Regions from separate parts of the Mus musculus genome. Here region 2 is linked to region 1. Evidence: chromatin contacts called from public HiChIP or PLAC-seq data. All regions are on one chromosome and are shown on one strand. Each heading gives the region's core, a stretch centred on a gene start, on an enhancer-like site or on the middle of the called end of the contact. The rest is flanking DNA. Distances are from core to core; before and after follow the strand shown.

Region 1 (3,363 bases), core at 481-2,980:
CACCTCAGCACTGCTCTCTCCACAGTGAGATCAAGAGTCAGCCTTGGTGTGAGAAGCTCTGCTCCCTCAAATTGTGTCCCTGAGCCTGTCTGTCTCTGAGAGCGAGCGAGGAAGTCCTGTGACCATTTCCAACTGTAGCCAAAGGGCCTTGGAAGCCTGCCTATCAGCTCTGCAGCAAGTGCCAGGGGGGCAGAGATAGGGGTGAGACAGCAGTGTCAAGGTGAAGGGAAGCAGCAAACAAGGCTTCCCACGAATAGCTTCAAGGATTAGCTGGTCAACGTGAGACCAAAGCAGAGCACAGTGTTCAGGAAGCCTGAGGCCCACAAGCGTGCTGCCTGACTGTGAGCTTCCTGAGCTTAGCCACACTGCAGCTGCTCTGGAAGCCATAACCAGGATGTAGCAGAGCAAATGCCACGTCAGCATGGCAGACCTCCACAACCGCTAAGTAAAGGACCACCAAGGGAGTGCTGACCAACTGCGAGGAGGGGCAAGCACACCACCGGCACCTTTTACATAGACACTGCACTCCTTAGCTCACACTTTCCCAGGCAAGCACTTCCTTACTGGCTTTGCCTCCTCAGTGCTATGACGACATCCTTGTCCCACCCAGCTTTACGCTGGCTGCATTTCTCCTGTTTTGGGGTCTCATACAAACCTAGAGCAGTACCAGAGGCCTTTGGTGCCAACAAACGATGCCAGTTACAGTGAAAAGCAAAACAGCTACACACAAACAGCTGGCAAACGGGACTCACCTTCATCTCGTGTGTAATCCTCCCCTGAATGAGGCTCAAACAAATAGTCCCCTGTGGCTAGTTCAAAGGCCTAAGGAAGAGACAGCGCATGAAAGTATCAGAGAAACAGAACACAGCTGCAAAGCCTCTGCTATCTGATCCCAAACCTAGACGGCCACTTGAGAAGCATCTCAGATTGCTTCTGAATGACAGCTACAGACCAATAAAATGGGAAAAGGAGAAAAGCCTCCTCAGTCAGCACTGATGTTGGGGCAGCCTGAGGGAAAGGAGAGCACAGAGCACAGCAGAGCGGAGCCGACCAGCAGTGGGCTAACTGCTTCTCACCACACAACACAGCCGCACTTCAACAGACGGAGCGCTCGGAATGCTCTTTAAAACAAATGTTTAGCTGGGCATGGTGGCGCACGCCTTTGATCCCAGCACTCGGGAGGCAGAGGCACGCAGATTTCTGAGTTTGAGGACAGCCTGGTCTACAGAGTGAGTTCCAGGACAGCCAGGACTACACAGAGAAACCCTGTCTCGGCAGGGGAGGGGGGACCCAAACAAAACAAAAAAAAATTTAAAGGAAAGGCGGGAACTTGTTGTGCCTGGCGAGGCAGGACTGCCAAGAATCCGAGTCCACCTTGGGCCGCACAGTCTGGAAAATGTCCTTGTAACCTGGAATGTCTGTAGGATTCTAGCGGGATGCTCTTTACAACAAATGTTTAGCTGCTTGTTTCTTACTAGCTCTCTGGTGACTGTGGGAACAACTTTTAAGAGTTGGCTCTTTCTTTCCCTCCATGTATGTCTCAGGGCTTGGAGTCAGCTTATCAGGTGCCTTTATCCAGAGCTAGGTCATGGGCCTTCAAGACTCTTCTAGCCACCAAGAAATGGTATCTGAGATGAGTCAGATTTCATCATGGCACTCTGTAGCCAGAAATATGTAGCTTGATGACAGTGCTCTCTTCCAGGCCCCAGTTTCTCCCCGTGGCCAGCAGAGGGCGCAGCGGGTGTTGAGAGGCTGCACATAAACCACCCATGAGACAAGCAGCCCCATCCTGCACTGGAATCCTACAGAGTTGGAAACATAATTTACATTCCAGATTACACGGACATTTTCCAGACTATGCAGCCCAAGGTGGACTTGGATTCTTGGCAATCCTTCTGCCTCACCAGGCTTAACAAGTTCCCACCTCTCCTCTGTAAGCCTCTCCTCTTGGCTTACTGCTGGGACTAATAAAACAGCAATTAAAGTGTAAGTGTGCAAACCTGACACACAGGGGAGCTTCCCTGGGAGTGACACTTTCAGCAAGTGTGACACCCCCATGCCCACCAAGCTGTCTTCTCTATGTCTGGTCTTGAATTTGTACAAAGGTATAAAGGGTAACAAAATACCAAGCTAGTGCTTGTAGCCAGTTTGAGTGTGAGTTGACTTGGAAAAGCAGGAACCCAAGGCCACTGTGTAAAACCAAGTGAAGGGACTATGTCCCCAACCTGTGTGGCCTGAGCAGTCAGGGTCTTTCTGAGCACAGAAAGCTTCAACTCAAACTCAAAGCCTAGGTCCACAGGAAAGCACGCCCACTGGCTGATGTTGACAAGCACAGACTGTAACAAAGGGGAAAACTAAATCAAGGCATAAACTCCCCAGCGTAAAGCAGCGACGTGTGGATTCACAGGTGCCCGGGCTTCACACCTGACTGACCCAGACATCTGAGGAGTGGCCCCACTGCAGAGGACAGCATCCTTCCAGTGGCATCCCAAGTCTGCAAACAGGTCAAGGCTATAAGCTCAAGGACAATAGTAACCAATACAGGAAAAAGAATGCCTTTGAACAATGGCTTTCAACCCACCCCACCCCTGCCCTCACCCCACCATGCCACGCCCATGGTTTCTGACATAACACTGAGAGCAGCTGTGTGACACTCTGCTCAGTACTGCATTAGCAAACAGGGAAGGCAGTGGGCAGGGCTCACCATGCATGCTGTGCTCCAGATGTCAGCAGGGGTGTTGTAGCCAGATCCTATCAGGACTTCCAAAGACCGATACTGCCGTGTCTGGATATCTTCAGTGAAATGCTTGTGCTGAGTGAGTCAAGGAGTGGAGATCCTTAATACTCATTTATTTAAAACAGGAAGTAACTAAGGCTTACTTAACGATGGAAACTAAAGCAAGCTGTCTGCAAAACTTATTTAACAACCTGTCTTACTGCTACTCCAGATAACTTAAAATTGAGCCTTAATTTAGTTTAGACATACAGACTTAGGAATAACAATAGCTTTATTAAGAAAATAAAAATAGCCCGGCGTGGTAGCACACACCTTTAATCCCAGCACTCGGGAGGCAGAGGCAGGCAGATTTCTGAGTTCAAGGCCAGCCTGGTCTACAAAGTGAGTTCCAGGACAGCCAGGGTTATACAGAGAAACCCTGTCTCGAAAAACCAAAAAAGAAAAGAAAGGAAAGGAAAAGAAAAGAAAAGAAAAGAAAAGAAAAGAAAAGAAAAGAAAACTATTAGAGCCGGTGTGATGGCACATGCCTTCAATCCTAGCACTTGGGAGAGGCAAAGGAAGGCAAATCTCTGAATTCTACACGGCTAATCTGGTCTACATGGCTAACCAGGCCAGCCATGGTTACA
Region 2 (3,363 bases), core at 535-3,034, 190 kb after region 1:
TATCCTTGTGGTTTAGTGTCATTGTGCTTGTAGCTGGAACAGTTCGTTAATTACAATGCTGATCCACCCCGGTCTCTATTTAACAATGGACGGTGTGTGTGAGTGTGTGTGTGTCCTTCAGATGCCAGACACACTTTTTTTGTTTTTTTTTTTTTGTTTTTTTTTTTTTTTGATACAGAGTCTCTTAGCTAGCTTGCAGCTTGCCAACTGGGAAAGTCTGGCGGGGCCCTGGAGCCTTGCGGGTCCCGTTTAACTCCACCTCCCCAGAGTGAATTACTAGTGAGTGTTATCACTGCTTGGGCCCTGGAGACCAAACGCAGGTCCCAGGCTTGTTTAGCAAGCACTTACCATCTGAGCTACCTCTCACTCCACAGAGCACTTTTGTATGCGATATGATAGTGGTGATGTGTGTGTCTGTGTCTGTGTGCTTCCTGTCTCTGTCTGCCCATGCCGGGGTTACAGGCGCATACAACCGTACCTGACTGTTTATGTGAGTCCTAGGATTTGAACTCAGGCCCTCCTACTTATACAGCGAGTCCTTCTACCTAGTGAACCATCTCCCCAGCCATGGACCACACTGCTGATGTTCCAGAAGTTTCCTAATATAACACAGAAGGAATTGTCAAGGAAGAAGCAGACATTGCAAGTGTTTCTCCTATGTAACAGACATATGTAACCCTGTGCCTCAGACCTGACTCACTTCATCAAAGACCTGAGGTCTTGATGGACAGTACCATTATCTTTGAAAAGCCACCTCCATGCCTCAGATGCTGTGGGACCGTGGGACTGGGATGGAATGCCTACATTTAATGGGGTTGGGCATTTCTGAGGTGGCAGAGAGACCATAAGAGCAGTATTGTGGGAGTTAGTCTTGTCCATGTGACTGGACTTGGGAGACACACTCCTGGGCTTGTCTGTTAGGGTGTCCCCCACCCTAACTGTAGCTGAGGACAGGAGATCTAGCCTGATTGTGGGTAACATCCTCCCATGGCTGGGGTCCCAATGCCAGCTGAGGACCAACCTTGATCTCTCTCCACCCAGGGGCCAGCATGCATGTCTCTGCCTCTTAACGGTTTGGCCCCATAACTTCCCCACCATGGTGGATTATCCTTACAAACCACCCACTAAAAGAAGCCATTTCTCCCTTTAAGTCACTCTTGCCAGGTTTTTAGTTTGCCACAGCCTGGAGAAAAGATAACTAGAATAATTAGGTAGGGAAATTGCCCCCCTCCAGGGGCCCTCCTTTAACTTACTTAAGCTTGTTTATTTTAAGTGCCTTCTCAAACCTCCTGTCCCTGGCCCGCTGACACCCCACCTCCCTACCCCCATCTCTGGGCTCTGCAAACAGAAGAAAACAGCAAGCTATAAAAGGTTTTTTTGGTTTTTTGTTTTTTTTTTTTTCGTTTTGGTTTTTCGAGACAGGGTTTCTCTGTGTCTCCCTGGCTGTCCTGGAACTCACTTTGTAGACCAGGCTGGCCTCAAACTCAGAAATCTGCCTGCCTCTGCCTCCCAAGTGCTGGGATTAAAGGCGTGTGCCACCTCCAGGCTAAAAGTATCTTTTATTTGCCTGAAGTAATTGTCATCTCCAAGGTTTGCTGCCTCCTTCTGCCCGGTCCAGGAAGCTGGAAGCTTCTAAGCTCCATACAGTTTGATTAAGGCCTAGAATCTTTTCAGCCTCTGAGACCGAAGGGTAAGAATAAGCTCACCCTTCTACAGTTCTCTCTGATCTCTGCTGGCTGATGCAACTCAACTGGGTTATATAGAGAAGAGTCTCTGAGGGAATGGCAGCCCAGCCTCTGGGCTGGAAAGTTCAGGGTTGGGGCAGGGTATGCCCGATAGGGCCTGGGGGATGCTGGGAGAACCTGGAGGTCTGGTCTGCTTTGATATGTAAAATATGCACCTCAGACCCTGGTTCTGAAACCAAACAATGGGAGCTTCCTTGTATAAACTAACTTTGATGCTTGGGATTGAAGATGTGTCTGTGTGTGTGTGTGCGCGCGCGCGCGCGCGCGCGCGTGCTAAGGCTGAGCCACACTACAACTAGAAACAGTGTTTTTTTAGTAAATAACACAATTTCAGGGTTCACAGTGTGATCAAATATCCTGCAACAGCAGCTAAAGAAAATTAAAAACCCTGTGACCTGGAGAACAGCTAAAAAGTAAAAAGTAAGGCATCTTAGGGACTAGAGACATGGCTCAGTGGTTAGGAACACTGGCTGCTTCTCCAGAGGACCCAGATTTGGTTCCCAGCACCTGAATAGAGGCTTGCGAGGTCCCAGAAACTGCTTTTTAATTCAGGTCTCCACGGGCATTGAATATTTACACACAGAAATACTGACAGGCAAAACCACTCATACACATAGATAATTTTTATAATTCTTTTTCATTTTATAGCATTTTAAAGAGTGTGTGTGTGTGTTCACATGTGCGAGCGCGCTGTATGTATATGGGTGCCCTCCCAAACTAGAAGTGGGCATTGGATCCCGTGGAGCTCGGGTTTGAACCAGGGTCCTCTGTAAAAGCCTCAAGTGCTCTTATCTACCCAAGGGTCTCTCCAGCTCAGATGCAATCTTTTCTAAGGGAAGTTTTTATAAAAGGAATTTCCGTTTTACAAAGAGGTTACTATATGTCTTCTCCCACCTTGTAAAAAATGCCTTGTGGGATGGGGGCAGTTTATTCCCAGAACTAACACCAGCGCCATCTCCCAGTGCATCATCTCTGCTGGACATCTGAGAGCTGCCTTTTGGCGGTTGGTCGCTTTGTTTGCTCTCTCAGTCAGGACCCTGCTGTGATCCCTGCTGGATGTCATGAACTCCTGCTTGGATGGTTTGTCTGTTTGTCCTTCTAAGTGCTACTCGCTGTCCTTTCTTCTTGCTACATGCTTAATAAACTCAAACCCCAAAGGTCAGTTATTGCAGGCTGCCGCAGCGTTAGCTGGCATAGCCCACAGGGTCTGCCAGTGCAAGTGCATTAGGAGGGATGCTACAGCCATGAGACAGCTTAAGTCTGATAGAACGCCTCACCCCTTATAGGTGGACACTAGAGCAGGGTGCAGCTAAACCCACGATTCCCCAGTTACTGGCTCAACCTTGGTTGAGATTCAACCTCCTTGCTTACAAACTAATTAGCTCAAGGAGCTCTCTAGTCTCAGCCTGCTCTTGTCCTAAAGTAACTTTCTGGGCGCTGGGGTGATGACTCAGCTGTTAACAACAGGGACTGATCTTCCAGAGGCCCTGGGTTCGACTCCCTGTACCCACACTACAATTGATGACCCTCTGTAACCCGGGGGATCGGTTGCCCTCTCTCTGCCTTTGCAGGCACCAGACACACAGAGGTTTCACAGATGCACCTGCGGGCAAAATAT

Evidence for each region. HiChIP or PLAC-seq counts read pairs in DNA pulled down with a chosen protein or histone mark.
Region 2: a contact with region 1 is called in an H3K27ac HiChIP or PLAC-seq map of embryonic stem cells, with 5 read pairs. The contact joins two enhancer-like sites. A contact is called at or near these places in 1 of 484 Hi-C or Micro-C datasets (palatal mesenchyme), 1 of 115 datasets of contacts at active chromatin or transcription factors (embryonic stem cells) and 1 of 9 other capture datasets (adipose tissue).

The regions. Positions count from the first base shown.
Region 1 is chr17:28,591,466-28,594,828 of GRCm38.p6, forward strand. Srpk1 (serine/arginine-rich protein specific kinase 1) reads right to left here. Exons shown (of 16, transcript NM_016795.4): 13 at 2,705-2,812; 14 at 753-822. Among named protein-coding and RNA genes, the nearest start is that of Lhfpl5, 17 kb to the left of the region's middle. Within about 2 kb of position 1,731, at least 47 of the 459 cell types and tissues checked have an H3K27ac peak or open chromatin away from gene starts, as enhancers often do. A contact at or near this core is called in embryonic stem cells, where this site is marked.
Region 2 is chr17:28,785,892-28,789,254 of GRCm38.p6, forward strand. No RefSeq gene overlaps it. Among named protein-coding and RNA genes, the nearest start is that of Brpf3, 14 kb to the right of the region's middle. Within about 2 kb of position 1,785, at least 12 of the 459 cell types and tissues checked have an H3K27ac peak or open chromatin away from gene starts, as enhancers often do. A contact at or near this core is called in embryonic stem cells, where this site is marked.